Regions from separate parts of the Mus musculus genome. Here region 1 is linked to region 2. The links are chromatin contacts, called in public HiCAR-type maps. All regions are on one chromosome and are shown on one strand. Each heading gives the region's core, a stretch centred on a gene start, on an enhancer-like site or on the middle of the called end of the contact. The rest is flanking DNA. Distances are from core to core; before and after follow the strand shown.

The links. HiCAR-type assays count read pairs that join an accessible place to other places.
Region 1: a contact with region 2 is called in a HiCAR-type map of fibro-adipogenic progenitors, with 3 times the contacts expected there. The contact joins two enhancer-like sites. A contact is called at or near these places in 5 of 484 Hi-C or Micro-C datasets (the C2C12 cell line, the HPC-7 cell line, bone marrow-derived macrophages and 2 more), 5 of 115 datasets of contacts at active chromatin or transcription factors (Th17 cells, embryonic fibroblasts, embryonic stem cells and 2 more) and 4 of 9 other capture datasets (embryonic stem cells, embryonic tail, embryonic trunk and 1 more).

What each region holds. Positions count from the first base shown.
Region 1 is chr2:166,332,942-166,338,579 of GRCm38.p6, reverse strand. No RefSeq gene overlaps it. Among named protein-coding and RNA genes, the nearest start is that of Gm30733, 49 kb to the right of the region's middle. Within about 2 kb of position 2,644, at least 15 of the 459 cell types and tissues checked have an H3K27ac peak or open chromatin away from gene starts, as enhancers often do. A contact at or near this core is called in fibro-adipogenic progenitors, where this site is marked.
Region 2 is chr2:166,221,549-166,227,104 of GRCm38.p6, reverse strand. No RefSeq gene overlaps it. Among named protein-coding and RNA genes, the nearest start is that of Gm30536, 30 kb to the right of the region's middle. Within about 2 kb of position 1,599, at least 4 of the 459 cell types and tissues checked have an H3K27ac peak or open chromatin away from gene starts, as enhancers often do. A contact at or near this core is called in fibro-adipogenic progenitors, where this site is marked.

The DNA.
Region 1 (5,638 bases), core at 1,395-3,894, 110 kb before region 2:
GAATGTGGAGCCTGTGTTCACACACATGACAATCAGTTCCAACTGCATTGCAGACTTGCCAATGGGAAGCCAAACTTGTAAATTCAGAGAACACACAGGTTGGTCATTAGCCAGTAAGTAGCCTTGGCAATGGTGTGTGTGTGTGTATATGTGTGTGTGTGTGCATGTGTGTGTGTGTGTATTTTTTATATGACATAAACATGCAGGCAAACACAGCAAAAATAGACAGATGGGTTAGCATCAAACTAAAACTTCTGCATAGCCAAGAACAACATTTAAAGTAAAAGAGACAGCCTACCAAGCTGATGGAGTGTTTATTTATCTGATACAGGATCCATTTCTAAAACATGTAAGAAAGTTCTACAACCTAATATTAAAACCAAACCAAAACAAAACAAAAAAAAAAAACCTAATAACAGCTAAAACCACGCCCCCCCCCAAAAAAGAAAAAGAAATCAAACATGGAGGACCTGAGTAGGCCTTTCTCTGAAGAAGCCCCTCTCGTCAGCTGAAGCAGCCCTTGGGAAAGGTGTGTTCATGAGCCGGCACTTGTACGCCCTCACTCCCTTCATGGACCCTTTGTCCTGGGCATGCGCCCATCTGTGGGCCAGGACAGCACCACAAAGGGACGGAGCTGAGCAGGAGCAACTGCAGTCATCTCTGGTCTGGCCTGTTTGCAGCCAGAGGGCAAAGCCTTTGATGGAGGCTAGACAACAACAGGTTCCTGTCCTGTGAGCTAGCTGAGACTGTGAATTGGTCTCCGAGAGCCATGACGGCTGGATTTCCTGTCCTGGAACAAATTAACAGCAAAGAAGATGGGGGCGAGCAGTGCAGCAAACTCTGGGCTGCTGTTGTTTACCCCTGATTCTGTAAAGTCTAGATTTGAAGGTAGAAGTCCACTTCAAAAGAAAGAAAGAGAGGGGCGGGGAGGGAGGAAGGGGTAGGGGAGGGAGGAAGGAAAGAAGGGGGGGAATCTATTTCTTAGCAAAATTTTTTGGAGTTTCTTAGTTTCTCAGAGCAGGTACTGATATGACTTGCACTCCCTCCGAGTTCACCAGCCACACAGCATCTGCTGCTCCAGAGTCCACTGGGTGTTCTAATCAAAGATGCTCTCCGGGGGTAGATGGCAGCTGTGCTCTTCGGCCCCCAGGCTGGGGAATTTACTTAAAGCTGCAGGCTGTCTAGAGACCCCGATGGCTGTCTGGTTCTGCACGGGATACCAAGATCTTAGGAGTGGAGACCTGTTGGCCTTCTCCCTCTCCTCCCCTCTCTGTGCATGTGCATGGGTGTGGGTGGGCAGCCTCCAGAGCTGCCCCTGCCACATGTTTGCACACCGTGGTAGCGGCCCCCAAGTTGTCACTAGTCCCCTTCTCCACCCCGCACCTCTCTGTAGGCGTGCTGGGATTATACTGCATGCAACAGCATCGCATCAAGATGGGTTGTAGTAATCTCCTCTGGGTTGTGGTGATCTAAACAAGGGTCTGCGTGCACAGCAAGTGCTATCTTTACCCACCGAATCATCGTCAAGTCTCTCAGGGTCACACTTTCTTACCTGCTCACTTCTCAGCTATACCCAGGTACTGTGTGCCAGCTTGGATCTGAAATGTCCCTATAAGGCCTTGCTTGGGTCAAGGGTTTAGTCCCCGGGAGGATACGACTGAGAGGCGATAGAACCTTTAAAAGGTGGGGTCTATTTCAAGTCATTGGCAGGGGTGGAAGCTGTGGGACTCTGGTCTCTCAGAGCTTCCTTTGCTTCCTGGCCACCATACAGAGATCTGCTTACTCGTGAGGCACCTCTGCACTCAGGCCCAGAGACGCAGGCACCCCCGAACAAACAGGAGTTGAAAGTTCCAGAGCCGTGGGCCCAAATAAACCTGTCCTCTCACTCAGACAATTGTCCAGGGTGTGCCTTGCATTCACAGAAAGCTAACTAACACAGATACCGCATACATACATACATACATACATACATACATACATACATACTACAACAAACACTCTACACACCCACCCATGAGTGTGTAAATCAGTGAAGCAGGGTTAATGAGAGCCCTTACAGCCATGTCAATTAATGCCAAAATCTAGGTCTTGGGACAGAGGATAGGAATTGGAAATATGGCAGATTGGACCCACTGCCCTGTGGCTGGTAGATGGGTCCACAAAGACTTGCCCAGAGTGAGGGCTGAGAGACCTGTTCATCTGTTTGGGGGTCATGGGTGCTCATTGCCTTTATGTTGCTGTGACAAAACCTGACAGAAACACCCTAGTGAAGGAAGGATTTACTCAGGTGGATCTCAGTTCACCATGGCGGATAGGAAGACATGACGAAGCAGTTCCTCAGCCCACCATGGCAGGGAGCAAAAAACCTGGCTGAGCAGCTTGTGCCAGTGGGAATGTGTTGCAGAGAACGCTCATATCATGGTGGACCCAGAAGGAAAAGGCAACAGGAAACAGTTGAGGCAATATGCCACACCCCCACATCCCCACATTGTGACCGACCTTCTCTAGCTAGGCTCTGTTCCCCCAGGGTCTTAGACCCCCTCAAAATAGTAACCAGTCATGGAGCAAGCATTCAAACCACAAGACTGTGAGCAGTGGTTCAGATTTAGACTGTGACAGTGAGCAAAGGCAGACTTTAATAAGTCTTTTCCACATGCTCAGATCTGCTCTGGGGATGCTGTGAGGTCATAGTCTGGCTCGGCTCCTGCACCTCCAAAGCCCAGCTCAGAAAATAAGTTCCATCCGTGTGTCAATATGGCACCCAGCCCTTCTCACGGGACGTGTTCTTTCCACTCTTCTGGGCTTTTGCCTCCTGTTTGAAAAATAGTTCTTGTTTTCATTTTCCATGTTTCAGATGCAGCTGTTGCCATGGTCTCTGGGAGCCTGAGCATCCATAGTGCAGCGGACAAGTGAGAGTTTCTATGGAGGTAGGGAGCGAGGGGTGGGGACCAAGAGCTGTGGCCTGGCCCGCAGGAGGATCAGGGAGGAAAGACCTGAGCGGACAGTTGGAAAGGATGCCGGAAGGCTGCAGCCCCCTTTATCTCCTAAAATCTTCACATGTATCAACTAAAAACAGAAAGAAGAGGAATAGGGTAAGGTGTCTGCTGTGTAAACTGGTCCCCAGCCCATGTTAAAGCTGGGTGTGGCCATGGTGTCTGTAATCCAAGCACCGGGGCAGGAAAGGATCCCTGGACTCGATGACCAGCCAGGCGAGCTGAAGCAGGAAGCTCTGGGTCCAGTGAGTGTCGTTGTCTCAAAAGATAAAGTGGAGGCCGGGCGTGGTGGCTAACACCTTTAATCCCAGCACTCGGGAGGCAGAGGCAGGCAGATTTCTGAGTTCGAGGCCAGCCTGGTCTACAAAGTGAGTTCCAGGACAGCCAGGGCTATACAGAGAAACCCTGTCTCGAAAAAAAAAAAAAAAAAAAAAAAAAAAAAAAAAAGATAAAGTGTAGAGTGACTGGGAAAGACACCAATGTCAATCTGATCCCCACAAACACCTTCATGGGCAAATACATCTCATACGCTTGTGCACGCACACACACATGCACACACACACGCACACAGGCACACACATGCATGGGCGCGCACCTGTACACACACAAAGAGAGAGGGGAGTAGGAAGAAAAAAGGAAGTCAGGAAAAGAGGGCCATTGGATGGTGACAAACTGAGTCATGGAGTCAGGAGTGACACTGGTATGAGAGATGTGTCTAATTCTTCCCGGATTCCATCTAGTCACAACGAGGCAAACATCAATGGGAGGTTCTGAGCAGGGGAACCGCTGTAACTGGAAGCCGGGATGGGGGCTGGGCGGGAGGGCAGAGGTGAGAAACTCATGAGCAGCTTGTAAAAACCAGGTGGCTCCAGCCAGCAGAGAAGGCAGGAGGGGGCTGGCCTTGGTCCAGGTTCTGAAGATGGGGTGCACACATTTCCTGGTAAGAAGAGGACAAAGACAGCTCCCAGGTATGCTGCCTAGGTGCGGGACGGATGAGCTTGCAGTTAATAGGGAAGCTGGCAGGATCCCTCGATTTGGTCAGGATGGTCATCCTGTCTGGGCGCTATAACAAAATCCCCCTCATAGAATAGTTTACAGAAACCAGAAATGTATTTTATTTTATTTTATCAGTGTAGACGCTGCAAAGGCCAAGGTCCCGAGACAGAGTCTGGGGAGGCCCCTTTCTGGACCCAGGTGTCCCCTTCTCTGTATAGTTCTGTAGTGGGAGCAGGTGATCAAGTTCCCTTGCACTTCTTTCATAAGAGCACTCATGTCATTTCTGGGAGCTCCACCCCTCAGGACCTAATCACTCCTCGGCGGGTCCTCCTAACACATCACCTAGGGGCAGGATTTTACTACATGCACTGGGGGAGGCCCCAGCAGAGGTAACGTGCCCACCCCTTACATACATTCAGGAGCTCAGCGCTCAAGAGGGTTCAGGGCACAGAAGCACACGTGGGCACTATCACCATGCAAGACTATTTAAATCCTTCTTGAAGATTTCCCAGGGAGAGAACAGCTGGTCCCAGTCTCATGCTGACTGTGAGATCCTAGGCAAGGCCAATCACCACTGAAGCTCTCTGTTGGTCTGCAAACTGATAGATCGTAGCAGCTGCTCTTTGGTGTCCTGTCCAGATCTCTAATCTACAGAACAGGACTTCAGGGTGGATGGACCTCTGCTGAGGAAGAGGAGCTACCCACAGGCTAGCACTGATCCTACCAAGATAAGATCTGGATCAGATGGGACATGCAGGACTGAACAATTCTGGTACACTTGCCACAAGACACTAGAGGCCCCTATATCCCCCAAGCTGCCAGGCTGGGACCACCAGTAACCAAACCCTTGACCACATTTAGTTCTCCACAACGTGGAACTGGAACCATTGGGAATCAATTCAGTGAGATGTCTGAGCTAGAAAACCTGCAGCATCCAGGGCCAGAGGAATGGGAAGTGTCAGCCCGTGCCTACCCAGCCTGGGAAATGGATCCCTGTGCCTTCAGCAAGAGCTTTCTGCTCTTCATCCCAGGGCACACCCAAGTCACTACCATCTGTGAGTAATGCCTTGGATATAAAAGGACGGGTGCTCTATGGGGTAGAGTAGATGTCCACCCTGGCAAGACTGTCTCTCTCCAGTTGATGTCTCTGAGGTAGGGACGTGGAACATGGAGGAAGTCTGTTTCCAGGCCAAGCAGAACATTCATGGAGTCAGAAAACAACACAGGGACAGATATATTGAAGAAGTTTGTTGGGTTGGATCGAGAATTTCTGCAGCTAAAGTCAGAGTAAGGAGGACTCGCTTTCAATGAGGTCAGGGTGAGGAGGGAGCCTCACAGATCATGCAAAAGAGACCAGTGCGAACACTCATCTCCGTGAGTGATGGGTGTGGTGCTCAGGAATACAAAATCAAGACACGCTCCCTTGGCTGGAACCCTGCCTCTTTTCATTTTTCTTCCATGTCACCTCGGACAAGAGACACAGCCTTTCAGCGTCTAGAACTTTCATTTGACAAATGAACTTACACAGACAGAGGCCAGAACACATGGTACCACGCAGGGCCTGCTTCTCCGACGACTGGCTGATCCCTTGGCTACATTCCAGATTTCTTTTTACTGCTCTTTGAACAGCTGCCCAGAACACATCTGGA
Region 2 (5,556 bases), core at 350-2,849:
TCACAGAGAGCCCTGACCCAAAACGAAAGAAAACAAACCATGAACAGAAATACCATTGAAAAGGCTGAAAGGTCTGCTGGGGGTGGGGAGTGCCCCACCAACTGGGGGTGGGGAGTGCTCCACCAGCATGCATAGGGTCGCAGGTTCAATCCCCAGTAGAGGGGGGCAGGGAGAAAGGCCTACAAAGAATGTTAATGAAGTGCACTGGAGTGGCCAAGGAGGACCTGAGTTGGAATTCCCAGCTCCCATGTAAAAGGTCAGACATGGCTGTAAGTGTGCCTCACACCCCAGTACCGTGGGCATGGGAGACAGGAGGATCTCAGGGTCTGGCTGGCTAGCAAGACCATAGACCAAGACCAAGACATAGAGCAAAACACCAGAAGACATCCTACACACTCACACACACACACACACACAGGGGAGGAAAAATCTATTAATCTGGGGCAAAAGAACATTTAGTTCATCCTTGGACAACTACTCTCATTCACCAAGTTTTAGCCAGGTCCTCTAGGCTTCTTTGCAACCAGGCCTGAACTTTGAACTTTGACCCTGGCCTCACCAGACCTGCATCCCTGCAAGAATCCCCACCTCACACCTGCTTGGCCTATCCCCAGCAAGGACCCTGCTGATCTACCAAGAATTGATCCACACAGCGGGAATCCTTGAAAACCTCCTCCAGGACCTTCGACCTGCCTCCAGTAGTGAAACTCTACTGTTTTGAGGTGGCTAGAGTGGAGCCCTCACTTTCCTATTGTAACAAATGCTTGATGGGACATGCCACCCATGATTTGTCACAAGTCTGACACAAGATCTGTGTTTATGTAACCGAGCTCATGTGATGTGGTGATTAGCCCCTTTAAGAGGTGGAGCTAGTGGGAGGTTGTCACCAGCTCACTTCCTCTCTCAGGCTTCCTGTCTCTCCCTCTCAAATGTATCCCCCGTCCCCCCACCCCCACCCATGATGCCATCTGTCACTAGCCACACTACCCAGCAGCCCTCACCAGAGCCAGCGCTGTGCTGTTTGAGTTTTCATCCTCCAAAGTGTGAATCAAATAAAACATTTCTTTCCTTTACAGCGATCCAGCCTCAGGTATTTCGTTACAGTAATGAAAAACAGGCTGATAAACGATCTACTGGCATAGGCCTATGTAAAGATTTACCAGTTCGGCAAGAACCTGATAAGAACCAGATATATTTTTAAACACCTTTACTCGAAACTCTACGGCAGACCCTGTTCCTATAGTGGGGACAGAATGCAGACAGACCTGAGGAGCGATTCCTGCCCCTATGGTGTGTTTGCACAGTTGGGACCGGGATAGGCAGGTTGACAGTGACGCAGGACTCTAAAGCAGGAGAAGCGTAGTTAAAAGAGGAGGTGTCCAAACTGAACTTCTGCCAATCAAACCTCAGTCGGAAGCATCCTCCAGCCCCAGATCTCACCCGAAGTCTTACTTAAAATAATAATCATAGCCATAACTCCCGAGGTGGGGGGTGTATTTGAGATCAGCAGAAAAGTTCCAGCTCTGAGCAGATGTTTGATAATGCCTCGGGGATTGTTGCTAAGCATTTCCAGACAAGATCCTGATATCCTGTCTGTACTTGGAACCTCTTAGAGACACGTAATGAAGTATTATAAAATGATGTCACGTCTAGGATTGGCCTCAAGATAATCCAGTAGAAAAGACACAAATGGACAAAGACGAAACAAGATTCCCGGTGATGTTGAAGCTGGGAATGGATGTGTCTTGGGGGTGCCTCTCACTGGCATCTCTACTTCACACGTGGTTGAAATGTGCCATGTGATGTGTGTGTGTGTGCTGGTGCACACCTTTAATTCCAGCACTCAGGAGGCAGAGCAGGTGGATCTCTGTGAGATCAAGTTCGAAGACAGCCTGGTCTACAGAGTGAGTTCCAGGGCAGCCAAAGGTACACAGAGAAACCTTGTCTCAAAAAAAGAAAGCAAAAGAGAGGAGAGGGGAGGGAGAGAAGGAGAAAGGGAGAAAGGGGGAGGGAGAGAGAGAGCACACCTGGGAGCAACAGGTAAGGAAATGGTTAATAGCTTTCCGTTGCTGTAACAAATCACCTGAGCAAGTCAAGTTACATTAAAAAGGGGTTATAGGGTTATTCTGGCTCAGAATTTCAGATTGACTGGCTTGATTCAGTGAGCCCAAAGTGAGGCAGAACACCATGGAGGCTAGAGCATGTGGCAGAGGGACAGGGAATAGGACACTGGGACACTAGAAATGTCCTTCAAAAGTCCGTTTTGAGCACCTTTCTTCCTCTGACCAGGTCATACTTCCTGCTCCCAAATCCTAGTGACATCATCTTAATGATCCGCCGGGGTCAGAGTCCACCCCTGACCCCCTAGGGCGTCCATCCTCCCCTCCACACAAGGTAAGCTTCTGAGCAGACAGCTTTGCAAATGTGCCAGGCACTTCTGGGAGCAGGCAGTGCCAAGGAGGTGTATTCATGTGTACACACGTATGTGTGCATTGGTGGTGTGTATGTGTGCATACATGAGATTTCATATACAGAGTCAGGAGGTCAGCATCAAGTGTCTTTACGACTGCTCTCACCTCGGTGTTTGAGGCAGAGTCTCTCCCTGAACCTGAAGCACACCATGCAGCTAGGCTGGCAGTCCGTGAGTTTTGAAGAGCTGCCTGTCTTGGTCTGCACCCTCACCAGATTTTTACAGAGAGATCCAAACACAGGACCTCATGCCCCTGTGGCTAGCACTTTTCCAGCTGAGCTATTTCCAAAGCCCTCATTTTCTCCTTCTAAAAGAGCGAAGGAAATTCAGAATAAATTGGCAGAATGGCTGACTTTAGAGGCTTTCTCCTCAACATTCTTCAGAAACAAAGTCGGTGGGTGGGGAGATATATATTATGCATACATGTGGCACGGCACACGAGTGTGTGTGCACCTGTGGACACACATGTGGAGGTCAGAATAGGACAACAGGCAGATTCCTCTTTCACCTCCCACCTGTCTCTCATTTGCTTCTGCCTTGGCCTCCCCTCCCTTCCCTCCCCTTCCCTCCTCACCCCCCCCATTTTCTTCCTTTCCCTCTCCTCCCCTTCCCTCTCCTTCCTTTTCCCCTCCCCTCCTCTTTCTACCCTTCCCCTCCTTCCTCTCCTCTCCCCTTCGTTCCCCGTTTCTCCTCTTTCCTCCCTCCCTTTCTTCCTTTCCCTTCCCTCCCCTCCTCTTTCTCCCCTTCCCTCTTCTCCTCTCCTCTCCCTTCCCCTTTTCTCCTCTTCTCTCCCTCCCTCCCTTCCTCTCCCCTTCCCTCCTTTTCCTTTAAGTCAAGATCTTATTAAGCAGTGAGGTTGGTCTCAACTCTCCATGCTCCTGCCTTCACCTAGTGAGCACTGAGCTCGCAGGTACCCACCTACACACCCAGTGCATTGTGATTTGTGATCTTCATAACAGAACCGTCAGGATGTACAGTGTATTTCCAATGAGCCTCAGCGTGTGAGCGGATTCTATATAAGTTCACATTCCTTGGCAAGAGCATTCAAAGTTCAAACCCCACTGAGCAGGCTCCAGTCACCTCACAGACACTGAGAAAATCTTCAAAGGGAAGATACTCCATTTGGCAGGGAGGTGGATGTGTAATGGGGATATTGAGAGAGTTCTGAAAAATATTACACTGGCCAGGTGAATCAACGCAACAATCCACATTGGGTTAGCCATACTCTTCTCTGGCTACTGGAGTCACTGTGTCCTCAGCCAGTCCACTGAGCTACTGAGAGACCCAGTTCTGTTTTGTCCACCGAGCTAGACATATATGAAGTAACAACTACATTTGAGTTTGGTCCTGGCTGTGACTATGTGGATCCGACAGACAGACAGACAGACAGACAGACAGCATTCCCTGTTTTCTTTACCAAGCATTCTTTGTCTCCTGTTGAGCTTCTCCAAACCAGCTCTCCAGAATCAGATGGTAGACACCATGATCAATTATTTTGGACTTGAAACCCAGACACAGGGAGGGAATCCCTGCTGCTCCCAGGTTAACACTCTGAACGCATTCCAGTCTTCAACACAATTCGAACATTTCACTGATTGTGATCCAAATGGACGCTGAGGGATTGTTTGTTTTTTAAAACAGGATCCCAACACATAGTCCTAGCTGGCATCAGGCTCACAGCAAGCCTCCTGCCTCCGCTTTTTGAGTGTTTAGATAACAAGACAGAGCCACCATGCCCTTCTTGCAGGTAGATGTTTTAATGGGAAACATGGCTCTGGTAGGAACTGCAGTCTGTCTCTGCATCCCCTTCTGGGTGCACAGGTGCTAGACTCACGAGACGGGAATCACAGGCTGAGGCTCCTGCTCCTGACACCAGTGCTTTGTGTGAGCCCCAGTGGCAGCCTGGGAGTGGGCAGACAGACCTCCATCACAAACCCCTGCAACCCCAAGCCACTCCCTCCTACTTGGGTCTGTAAACTGCCTTCCCCATAACCCCACACTCCAGGGGCAGAATTGCCACAGCTAAGGGCCTGTAATTCTCATCTTGACAATGATTTCCTTAACCTTAGCAACCCTCTCCAAGCATGTTTGTTTGTTTTATCTTTTAAATTTTTTTAATGCTCTAGTCCTCTAAGGCTTTCACTTAGTCACTTTGTTGCCAATTTGACTTCACACACTGGGCAGAGATCTCATTGTTCTTTAGGTATGTGGTGAAGCCTTCTCCAGCTAGCTTGCTATTTCTTTTTTCACATTGTTACCTATTTTTGTGTTTGTGAGTGTACATAGGCTGACAGCTACAGGGTGTGTGTGTTTCGTTGAGGGGCCGGAGCAGGCGTTCTCCTTGCACCATGGGGGTGCCAGCGATCAAACTTGGGTCACCAGGCTTGGTGGTAAGCATCTCTGCCTACTGACTTATCTTGATGTCTCCGGTCTTGTTTTGTTTTGTTTTGTTTTGTTTTGTTTTGTTTTGTTTTGTTTTAAAGCCAAAAGAATCATCCACCACATGTTCCGCATCTGGGATTCCCTGCCTCCAGGCACCTGCCAAGACATGATTTCTCATCTCCCTGTAGATCCTAAAGGGAGTTTCCTCTTTGGATTCTATCCTGTTCTTCTGGAACATGGTGGGGGCATGGGCAGGGTCCTGGAGGTGGATGAGAGATGATGGAATCCATGGAATTGACACAAAGAGGATGTCAGAATTCTGATGGCTACACCTAATTCTGCCCCCCTCCCCAAAAAAAGGGTTTGTTTGCTCAAGGAATTGAAACTTTTTCCATTCCTATTGTCAGCCAACCAGGACTCAGACATAGTATCTACCTCTGACTCTGTGGTTCAGTTGCGGTGGGCAAGAATTACAAGGGTATTTCTGCTATAAACTGGCTCAGAAGATGGTTGCTTTGGCATTGTTATGGTGTGTTTGTTTTGTTTCTTAGTATTTTTAAAATTATGATATGACTCTCTTCATAGTAACTTTAAAATAAAATTGGTACTTTTATGTGAATATGTGAAATTCTCCAATTTTTTTAATTAAAAAATTCAATAAAGTTGCAAGATACAAAGCCAATTTTTTAAATTCAAATAAAACT